Linked DNA regions of Mus musculus: region 2 is linked to region 1. The links are chromatin contacts, called in public Hi-C maps. All regions are on one chromosome and are shown on one strand. The core of a region is the stretch at or near the end of the contact, and the rest is flanking DNA. Distances in the headings are between cores, read along the strand shown.

Region 1 (4,546 bases), core at 239-2,738:
AAAGTCTGTCCCAGAAAACGAAAACCAAACCAAAATAAAACAACCAAAAGGAAAAAAAATGCCCTTAATCTCACAACCAAATTCTCGATTCATTCCATCATCAAGATTTTGTGCTTCCTTCTGGAAATTTCAGTTTTAGTTTTGACGTTTGTGTCTACAATCCGTTTCTAAGTTAACTTTTGTAAATACGGAGAATGACTTTTTTTTTTTCTGTAAAACTTGCGGAATGAATTCGTGCGCTACTAAATATAGAACGGTTATCTGTCACTGTGCACTGTATAGTTGGTTAACTGTGCTAAATAGAATTCGGGAAAAGAAATTGGCTTTGGGCAAGTAGGACAAGGAATCCCTAGTCTAAGCTGAGGAGAGCTTCCGCCTGCCTGGTGGCACCTTTTGCTAATGTGAGAAACCGGTGGAATTTTGAACAAACTGGGGTCTTGTTGCTGTGCGCAGCTAAGCTCCACAAACACAAAGAAGCTATTCGCAATGATAGATGCAACAAAGTTTAAAGGAAGGGTGCGAGCGCTCAACACGTGCGTCTCGCTTTCCCACGCTCTGCCTAACTCCCGCACAAACCCACCTTTCTGGATAAGGCAGCGCTTGGCCAGCCTGCTGCTCTGGAGAGTCACCTGAGCAGCTGGCAGTACTCTGATCGCCAGCGGCTGGAAGTGGCATTCGAAAGTTTCCCTGGGATAAACCCAGTGCCCAGGACCCGTGCAGAGCCTTTTCAACCATGCAGGATTCTGGGTTTCTGTCTGGCAGAGAGTTGGAAACTGGGGCGGGCGGATCCACCGATGTCTCCCCGCCCCCACCATTCCCGGCACCGAAGTGATGCCCACAGACTGCGCCCACTCTCCCAGACGCTCTGTAACTGCCCCGATTTTGTCCTTCCGGACTGAAGACACCAGGCGAGCCGGTGCAAAAGAGGGGCCTGGGGTGCCCAAGGGTCGACAGGTCGCCGATGTCCGGGTATTGGAGGCCCAGCCACCAGAAGGTTAACAGCCAGAGGATACGCGTAGAGACTCCAGGGTGACCCGGGTTGGGGGTGGGGGTTGGGGGTCCCTTGCTGAACTTCTTTCTCCCCTGGCGCAGCCGCCCTGGCTCTGCAGCCGCGTTGTTGCCGTCCCGCCCCGGAAGGGAGAGCATGACGCCCGCGGAGCTGGCCTGGGCATGCTTTGGCCCCTGCCTCAGCCCCAGCGAGGCTCCCACCTGGTCTCCTGGTTGCTAAACTTCTTGGTGACCACCTTGCCCAGCTCCAGGCCCAGGCGATCGGCCACGCGCTGCGACAGGTCCTGGTGAGAACTGCCGCTGAAGAGCACGATGTTAGGCATGGTGACCGGGGACTGAGGAGCGCGCTGGAGAAGGAGAAAGGGACTGCGATGCAGACTACTGCTACCGTTGCTGCGGCTGTTGCTGCTGCTGCTGCGGTGGCCTGGGCTGCTGGTGAAGCGGGAAAACGCAGCAGCAGGATCTAGGGGAGGGGAGGGCCGGGGGAGGAGCCAGAGGGAGGAGGAGCAGCTGAAGAGTCGCTGGAGGGTGCTGGGAGGCTGCTTCTGCCCACGCAGGCTGGGCATCTGGGTTTGAAGCTCTGGGTGGTCCCGAAGCACCCAAGTACAGTTGCTCCGTAGGGGAGCTCCAGGCTCCACATAGGACTTCCTGACTTGCCTTTAAATGGGGAGGTCAACCAACCAGATAAAGTGGGCACAGTGAGCCATTGCAGGAAAGGGCCATGTGGTGCCTCACAGCCAGGAGCAGCCTTTCAACCCGGAAGCTCAGAACCCAGAGGTGATACCTGGGCTTCAAGTGCACACCGTGTCTACATAGGCCAGACCCACACATCGGTTTGTATTTGCACACGGGAGTGAAGCATGTTTGCACTTGAAGTGGTGATATAGACTACGTTTGAAGATGGACTAAGAAAAGGGTTTCTCACCAACAAGAATTCTCTTTCTCTGTCATTTAATTTAGATGTATATTTTACAAAATTAGCTCAAATATTTTGTTTTCCAGTTTTTTCAACAAAAGCTGAAAATTTTGGTTTTTTTTTTTTTTCTTATTATATAAATGCCCACATTCTTTCTTGTCTTTTGCTTCTTGGTCCACAAAACCTGAACATGTTACCGTCTAGCTCCTAAATGTGTGTTGCTCTGTAAAGGAGTCATTGATGACAGCCACCATTTGACCCCTAAGCTTGGCCACAAGAGGAAAGCGTATTTTCAAGTGGTCAGTTGCCTCTCACCAATTCCTTCTGAGTCCTCGTTTTTATGTAGATAGGCTGGCTCTCAGGCTCTCTTCACAACTTCCTGTCCCTTGGATTCTCTAGAGTCAGACTCCCCCACCCCCCACCCCCACCCCTGCTGCGGCAACCAACCCCCCTCTCCCAGAGTCCTTTGCTTTCCCTGCCCTCAACCCCCACCTCAGCATTTCTGAAGTAGCTAATGCAGTGTCAGAGCCAATCGCCAATCGCTGGGCACAAAGCACACTTAAGGAAAGGAGATTCATCCTGAGCTCCTGGACGAGTGGAGCACTAGTGATCCTGACTTACATTTCTTAAAAGCTTTCAGAGACAGATTAACCTGGCCAGATAGTTGCTTGGGCTCTACCACTGTCTACTGAAATTTGGCTTGCCATATACAACAAAGACTACTTGCCCTTGAATTGTAGCCCACTCTAAAGGCACTTCTTGTGTGATTGGAGTTTGGGAGAGTATTTAGATTGACCGTATCTTTGGGGGATTTGCTTCTGGGCCCTTCCTTGAACTCTGCAAAGGTGTCAGCCTTTAATCTCAGCACTCTGGAGGCAGAGGCAGAGGCAGAGGCAGAGGCAGAGGCAGAGGCAGAGGCAGAGGCAGAGGCAGAGGCAGAGGCAGAGGCAGAGGCAGAGGCAGAGGCAGAGGCAGGCGGGTCTTTCAGTTGAAGGCTAGCTGGCCTGTTGAAACTGTGTCTCTCCAATCCCCTAAGGTTCCTCAAACCCAAGCAAATTGAATTTATGAAAGGGTTTCCTTTGAAACTCCACTGACTGCCCCAGTGGTTCTCCAAAGCGCTACTCCCATTGCATTTCTGTTCCTTTTCATTCTGCTGACAGAGATGTACATATCCTATTGTATTTCTTAAAAGAGCCAAGGTGATGATATAACTAATCTCATCACTTGGGAGGTTGAGGCTTGGGGACCAAGAATCCCAGGCCAGCCTATACTATATAGTGAGACTTTGTCTCAAAAACAACTGCAGCAGCAACAATCTACCTACAGTGGGTTTTAAGCTACACCCAGTATATGCTGCATAAAGATTCAGATGACAGACCACACCATTAATATTATAATGCTTAATGATGTTCCGCTGTCTTGGTTCATTTATGTGCACTCTACATTGCTTACATGATTATGAATTAACCTTATTACGTATTTCTCAAAACATCCCACATGTTCAGTAGCAAATAACTGTATTTTATAATAAAATTTGCATAATAAATTATCATAGAGATGAGATTTACACTCATATCCAAACATATGTCTAAAAGTTTTATTGACTGAATTATATTAACTATACTTAAACTCACCTTAATAAAATTTATCATCAGCAATTTTACTGTAATTTTTTCTGTCTTTAAATATTTGTCTCATAGGCAAAATTTGTCAACTGTTGCATTTCTTTAAATATATACATACTTTTATCAGGAGGCAAGTAGTTGCTGATCAGTGTGGGAGCCTAGGATTCTTTGATAACAAAACTGATGAAGCATAAAATACTATGTTAAAGTACCCAATCTGGAGGTTAATTCATAGATGAGATTCTAGAAGCTAAGATTAAATTTTGACCTTTCTATAGCACGAGATGAAATGTCCCTGTTGTCCTGACAACGAGTGTGGTTGTTGAGGAACTGTCCTTGAATGCTGAGTGTTCAAGGGGCAAATTGTGCTTACAGTTGATGGGGATACTAATGGGAGTCAACAAAAATCATCCTAAGTTACAAACTGAGCACGAAGCCGACACTGAGCAACGGACAGGCTTAAGAGAGCAGCTATAGATTTTGGGTGAACAGTTTCTCTCCCAAGCACCTTTGTCCTTGATCCACACGGGGCAAGTTGTGGAAAAACCTTGACCTCCAACTGTCATTCAACTGACAGACTGGGTAATTCTTTGTTGTGGGGCTCTCCTGTGCATGTAGGATACTTAGAAGCATTCCTAGGCTCAATCCACAAGAAACCAGTAGTCATTCTTTACAGGTTCTGACAAGTGAAAGTGCGGTTAAATATCTCCCCTCAGGGCACAATGACCCCAGGGAAAGAATCAGTGACCTTCTGGCCTTGCCTCCTCAGTATGCACTTTCCCTGGAGGCCTTTCAGGCTTCCTGACAAGGTAACTACAGAGTTGCCAGAAGGAGTCTTCCAAAAAGTCAAACCTCAATGATAAATGAAGAGAGAGAGAGAGAGAGAGAGAGAGAGAGAGAGAGAGAGAGAGAGAGAGAGAGAATATGTGGTGAAATAAGCTCCATTTACCAAAAAAAAAAAAAATAAGATAAGCTTTGTGAGCAAACACTTACTAGC
Region 2 (5,110 bases), core at 1,995-4,494, 64 kb before region 1:
TCTATAGTGCTGCCAAACAGAGCAAACTCATCTTCCTGCTTTCCCTATTCTCTAGGATTCATTTATCAAGCAGCGTTAGAGCATTCAACATGAACCTGATCAACTAGAGTCATTTCTACCTTCCCACTGAATAAAATACAAAGTCTTTTCATTGTTTACATTGTGCACGGCCTGACTCTAATTGCCTTGTCTGACCTTAAATCATCTCTCCCCTTTCCCCATATACTAGCCATCTGGCCTGCTTTCTGTTCCGCATTCAAGCCAAGCTAATAACCATGTCACTCTTGCCGCCTGATGTTTCCTCTTCCTGACATTGTCTTTCTCTTCTTCCTGTGGGGAGGTAATTTCTACTCCTCAGTATCAGCTCAAGTGACACATTTCCAGAGAGGAAAGGCTACCCTGACCAACAATCTATAAACCTCACACATCGTAACAGTGATACACACGGTACAAGTAGAGTTAGACAGTACTTAGCACAGGTCAGAAAGCATCTAAGTGTTTCAATTTTTACAATGTCAGCTAAGGATGGAGAACTACACGTTTTCAGTCTTTTATTCAAAGTCACTGAGAGTGGAAAGATTTTTGGAATCTTTAAGACTTCAGAAAGTATCAGGAATACACCTGGTATGGCATGATACCTATTGGCTCCCAGGAGCAGTAATTTCTAATTTAAAACACAAGCATTTCTGCAAGAGTACACAGGGTTTTCTACTCTGGTGGGATTTAAATGTGTACAAGTAGCTTTCTAGTTTAGGTCAAGATTCTCCTTCACACTCATTCAGTTGTGTCGTATGGCTATCAACTAGATTAGGAGGAAGCAATTTGACATTTCGAACTATTTTATGGATAAATCAACTGAGACACAGAGAGGAGTCTCTTCTGTATTAGACTTAATAGCACTTAGCATAATGAGATTTTCTTGCACTTAACTAGTACTCCATTGTGTTGCTAAATATACAAGTGAACAATGAACACATGATTAAATGAATGAATGAATGAATTAATTAATTAATTAATATCAAAGTAAACAAAAATACTTTACAAAGCATATTCCCTGGTGTTGAAAAGATGGCCAAGTGACTAAAAACACTGGCCCCTCTACCAGAGGATCCAGGTTTGATTCTCAGCATCCACATGACAACTCCCAGTTATCTGCAACTCTCGTTCCAGGTATTCCTACATGCTCCTCTGAACTGGGTGGGTACTGCACACATATATCTGCAGACAAAACATCTTTGCAAATGAAATAAAAATAGAGAAAAGAGTATCTCCTTAGGGAAGTTCTTCAAGCTATATCCCCAGGCTCAACATACATCTCCTTTTACCTCTTCTATCTGCCCAAAGCTCCCTTGTGGATAGAGGTTAAGAGGCTCTGCTTTCAAAATGCCCAGTTCTTGCTGGGCGTGGTGACGCACTCCTTTAATCCCAGCACTTGGGAGGCAGAGGCAGGCGGATTTCTGAGTTCGAGGCCAGCCTGGTCTACAAAGTGAGTTCCAGGACAGCCAAGGCTATACAGAGAAACCCTATCTCAAAAAAAAATGCCCAGTTCAAATCCACCCTCTCATGTCCTACAGCACAGGACAGGAGGATTCTACGTGGAGCTGTAGAGGGATTGCTGGATTATGAGCAAGAAGAACTGGCTGGCTCCCAGTACTGGTTTGGATGTTCACTACCTATCTCTGAGCCAGATCCATTGCTTAGACCTCCCATAGGAAAATAACAGATGCAGATACAATGTAGAGGACATATGTATCCAGTCTATATGACTGATGGATATGACATGGTCCGTGACAACATAGATTATGCTGTGCTCCAACTCTACTTTAGGTAGTGATTTACCAAGTACTCAGTGAGAGATGAAATATAAGCAAATATCAGAATTCTGCTTTATTAATTACTTTAAAGAATAACTGTGACCCCCCCCCAAAAAAAAATCAACGGAGGCAACTGAAGCGAAGATGGGTTTATTTTGTCTATCATGCCAGCAGATGTCAGTTTATCACAGCACTGAATGCATCTCTGTCCATATTGGTTGCAGTATGAGGCCACTTGTCTGTCACACTGTATCTGCAGGCATAAGATAGAGGGGACAAGAAGTGGCGGATGGTGTCTACAAAATCTCAAAGCTCACCTCCTAGGTGACCTACATCCTCCAGCAAGACTCTACCTCTTCCAGGTAGTACAACCTCCAAATCAGCACCAGCAACTAGAGACCAAGTGTTCAAACCTATGACCTTGAGATGGGCAATTCATACCCAAAATACAATATCCATTTATTCACATGCATTCTTTCACTGGTGGTTATGTATTAGGTACATAGAAAATTACATAGTCTGTGCACTTAAGGTATAATGGGTGGAGGAAACTATATAAATGTAAAATACAATGTAAAACTCCAGAAGTTTTTCCAAACAAAATGTTTGCCCTTTCATTAGATCTATTTTAAATATATACTGTTCTTGTTCTGTAGATTTTTTTTCATACTGTCAATTACTTCAATTACTCTTAGAGTCTGAAAACATCTTTCCCTACTTTTCCTCATCTGACACAGACAAAAATCTCTATTTTTTGCACTGAGCAAATACCTGCTTTGAAAAAAATGCTTGCATTCCCATGCTCTGTTGCCAATAAATGTGACCATGTGACCCAGCTCTTGCAAACAGGATGTGAGAGGAAGACATGCACTGAACTTGTGAAATCTCTTCTTAAGCAGGGAAGATATTCCTCTTCCTTTCCATGTACTTCCATGGGGCTTCTTTTAATATGGACAATGTTGCTGGCAGCCTTCTTTGAGGGTCCAAAGGAGGAAAATGTGTTCGGGTTGTACAGCAACAGACTGAATGATTCAGATCATATAAGTCCATCATTTTTGTGACCTCATTGAGTAGGGTTTATACAATGGCCCTGAATTACTGGTTTCTAGAGATTTATGAGAACTTAAAACACTGTTACGTTAAATCTGTTCATTGATTTCTCTTTGCACACATAAAAACCTAATTTTAAATTCTAGGATTTATAAATGGGTTGCCAAACATAAGAAAGCTTAAATTGTATGATGTTGATTTTGTCAGGCTACCTGTGAGAAAGACTCAGATATTGGAGGCTGAAAAACTGGTGGCTAGCTTTCTGCTGTCATGCATGGACACTTAGTAGAAGATCAGTTTGTGCTGTGTTGAAAGGAAGACTATGTGCAGACCAAGTTGGCTTTTATGGGAAATGGCTCAGCAGTGTTCACAAAGACAGTGTGTGCTGGACACTCCTTCCTGTGGTTTAGCAGTCTTGTGAGTGACATGAACAAAAAGAGAAGCTGGCGAGTCTTCAAGAGGGCCGGAAAGAAATATAGCTTTGTGCAGAGAGATTTTGTCTGTCTGCAGCCCAGAGTGCAAAGTTGATTAAGACGTTCTTTAATTTGAAAGAGCCACAAACAAAGGCAGACATAATAGGTAGAGAAAGTATCGCCTTAGAGGAAATGGCTGTCTGCTTGTGTGCATTGTTTTCAAGTGCTTTCCATTAAGCATTTGCTAGGAGACAGTAAAAGGCAGTTCAGGACAGAAATCTGATTAAGAATTTTGTCTTCCCTTTGACTCACACAGCCTCAGGACCCATGATCCATTTGAGAGAGGAACACAAAACACAGAAAAGAAAGGACATGGAGTCCTTAGGCTGCAAACGGTCTGGAACTGCTCTAATGTGATAGCCATGAGTCACTTTGTGGCTATGCCATTTTAAGTTTATTAAAATTTGAGGAAAATACCTAATAAAAAAAATTCAGTTGCACAGTCACACTAACTGTAATTGAAGTGCCTCCAAAGCCCTACCAGGCTTATGGCTACTGTATTTAAGGACATAGATTCGAGACATCTTCATTATTGCAGAAGGTTCTATGAGACATTGATATAGATCAGGAGTTGGCAAACATTTTACATAAAAGCAAAAATTTTTTGATTTCTGAATCAGCCTAGGATATACAGTGTAAGCCCTGGTCTCAAAGGAATAAATGCAAGAATAAATACTTGGCAATATTCTTATTATTATGTAGGTACTTAAAGACCCACGTAGCACACAACATCAGAATTACAAGGTTCAGTGATAACAAAAGCAGGTTGAACCTATGAGTCATAATCTACAGACCCCTAGATGAAAACTAGACAAAATCTTCAGTTGTGCATGACATTAACTCTAAACACATTTAAATCCAAGTTCAGCAAGGATAAAAAGAAATCGAATCTCTGGTAAAACCTGTAAATCTAATCACGTGGCTGATTTTAAAATGTTGTATACCTCTCAATTCCAAGGAGTGGATTCATTTCTGAGAAAGTGAAAAAGCAAACATGCTGTAAGGTATGTAAGGTGGGACTCAGGTAACCAAGGCCCCATTCTCATTCTCCTAGCTGCTTACTATACTATTCCTTTCTCCCTATATTAGCAGAGAACAAACACATTTAAGCCCCCAAAATGTGTTTGTCTTTACATATACTCCATTTTGATGATGCCAGCCAGCCACATAGTTGAGTACAAAGGAAAGATGTGCTAAGGGAATCAAAGCCTTAAACTTAAAAAAAAATCCTCCAGATGTCCCACATTCTATTATCATAGCTAGCAAAGTTTTTGCCCTGAACATCAGATTTTTTGTGTGTGGGTTGGTGACCCAGTGTGTTTCATTAGGGTTGCATACTGGAGCTTGGACAAGGGTTATTACCAAGAGCAACGGGCATCTTAAGAGTGTCTACAGCACTGAGGACAAGGTCTCTCCTTCCACAGAGACTACTAAGTGCCTATCAATCCCCAGGGTAAGAGGTAGAGCTCATGAACCCACTCTGTCTTCAGGAGGGAATAGTTATTGGCCTATGTCTGAACAGATTGAAGATCAGATTCTATCTATTAAGTGTACAAGGAGTGACTGAGAAGGAGTTGGGCCTCTAAACGAAGGGGTTGATGTGTAGTTCAGAAGGGCACGGAAGTGAATCTTCATTAAGACTCTGTCATTATCCTTGCTTCTAGTTGTTATCTCTAGTGAAAGCACAGAGTTTATCCGTGTCATCTGGGAATAGATACAGCCAAAAGAAGGTTACCAGCACACATGTCCTATGATCAGTGGATGAGCTCAGGC

Evidence for each region. A called contact is a pair of places that touch in the nucleus more often than the background predicts.
Region 2: a contact with region 1 is called in a Hi-C map of the N1E-115 cell line, with 2.9 times the contacts expected there. The contact joins the enhancer-like site here to the promoter of Prps2 in region 1. A contact is called at or near these places in 1 of 39 promoter capture datasets (the SN4741 cell line), 3 of 484 Hi-C or Micro-C datasets (the N1E-115 cell line, double positive thymocytes and pre-pro-B cells), 2 of 115 datasets of contacts at active chromatin or transcription factors (the SCID.adh cell line and memory CD8 T cells) and 2 of 9 other capture datasets (adipose tissue and pancreatic islet).

What each region holds. Positions count from the first base shown.
Region 1 is chrX:167,381,261-167,385,806 of GRCm38.p6, forward strand. Prps2 (phosphoribosyl pyrophosphate synthetase 2) reads right to left here and starts at 1,489. Exons shown (of 7, transcript NM_026662.5): 1 at 1,210-1,489. The coding sequence starts at 1,331.
Region 2 is chrX:167,315,732-167,320,841 of GRCm38.p6, forward strand. All of the region lies in intron 2 of Tlr7 (toll-like receptor 7), which reads right to left. Among named protein-coding and RNA genes, the nearest start is that of Tlr7, 12 kb to the right of the region's middle. Within about 2 kb of position 3,245, at least 68 of the 459 cell types and tissues checked have an H3K27ac peak or open chromatin away from gene starts, as enhancers often do. A contact at or near this core is called in the N1E-115 cell line, the SCID.adh cell line, adipose tissue and 1 more, where this site is marked.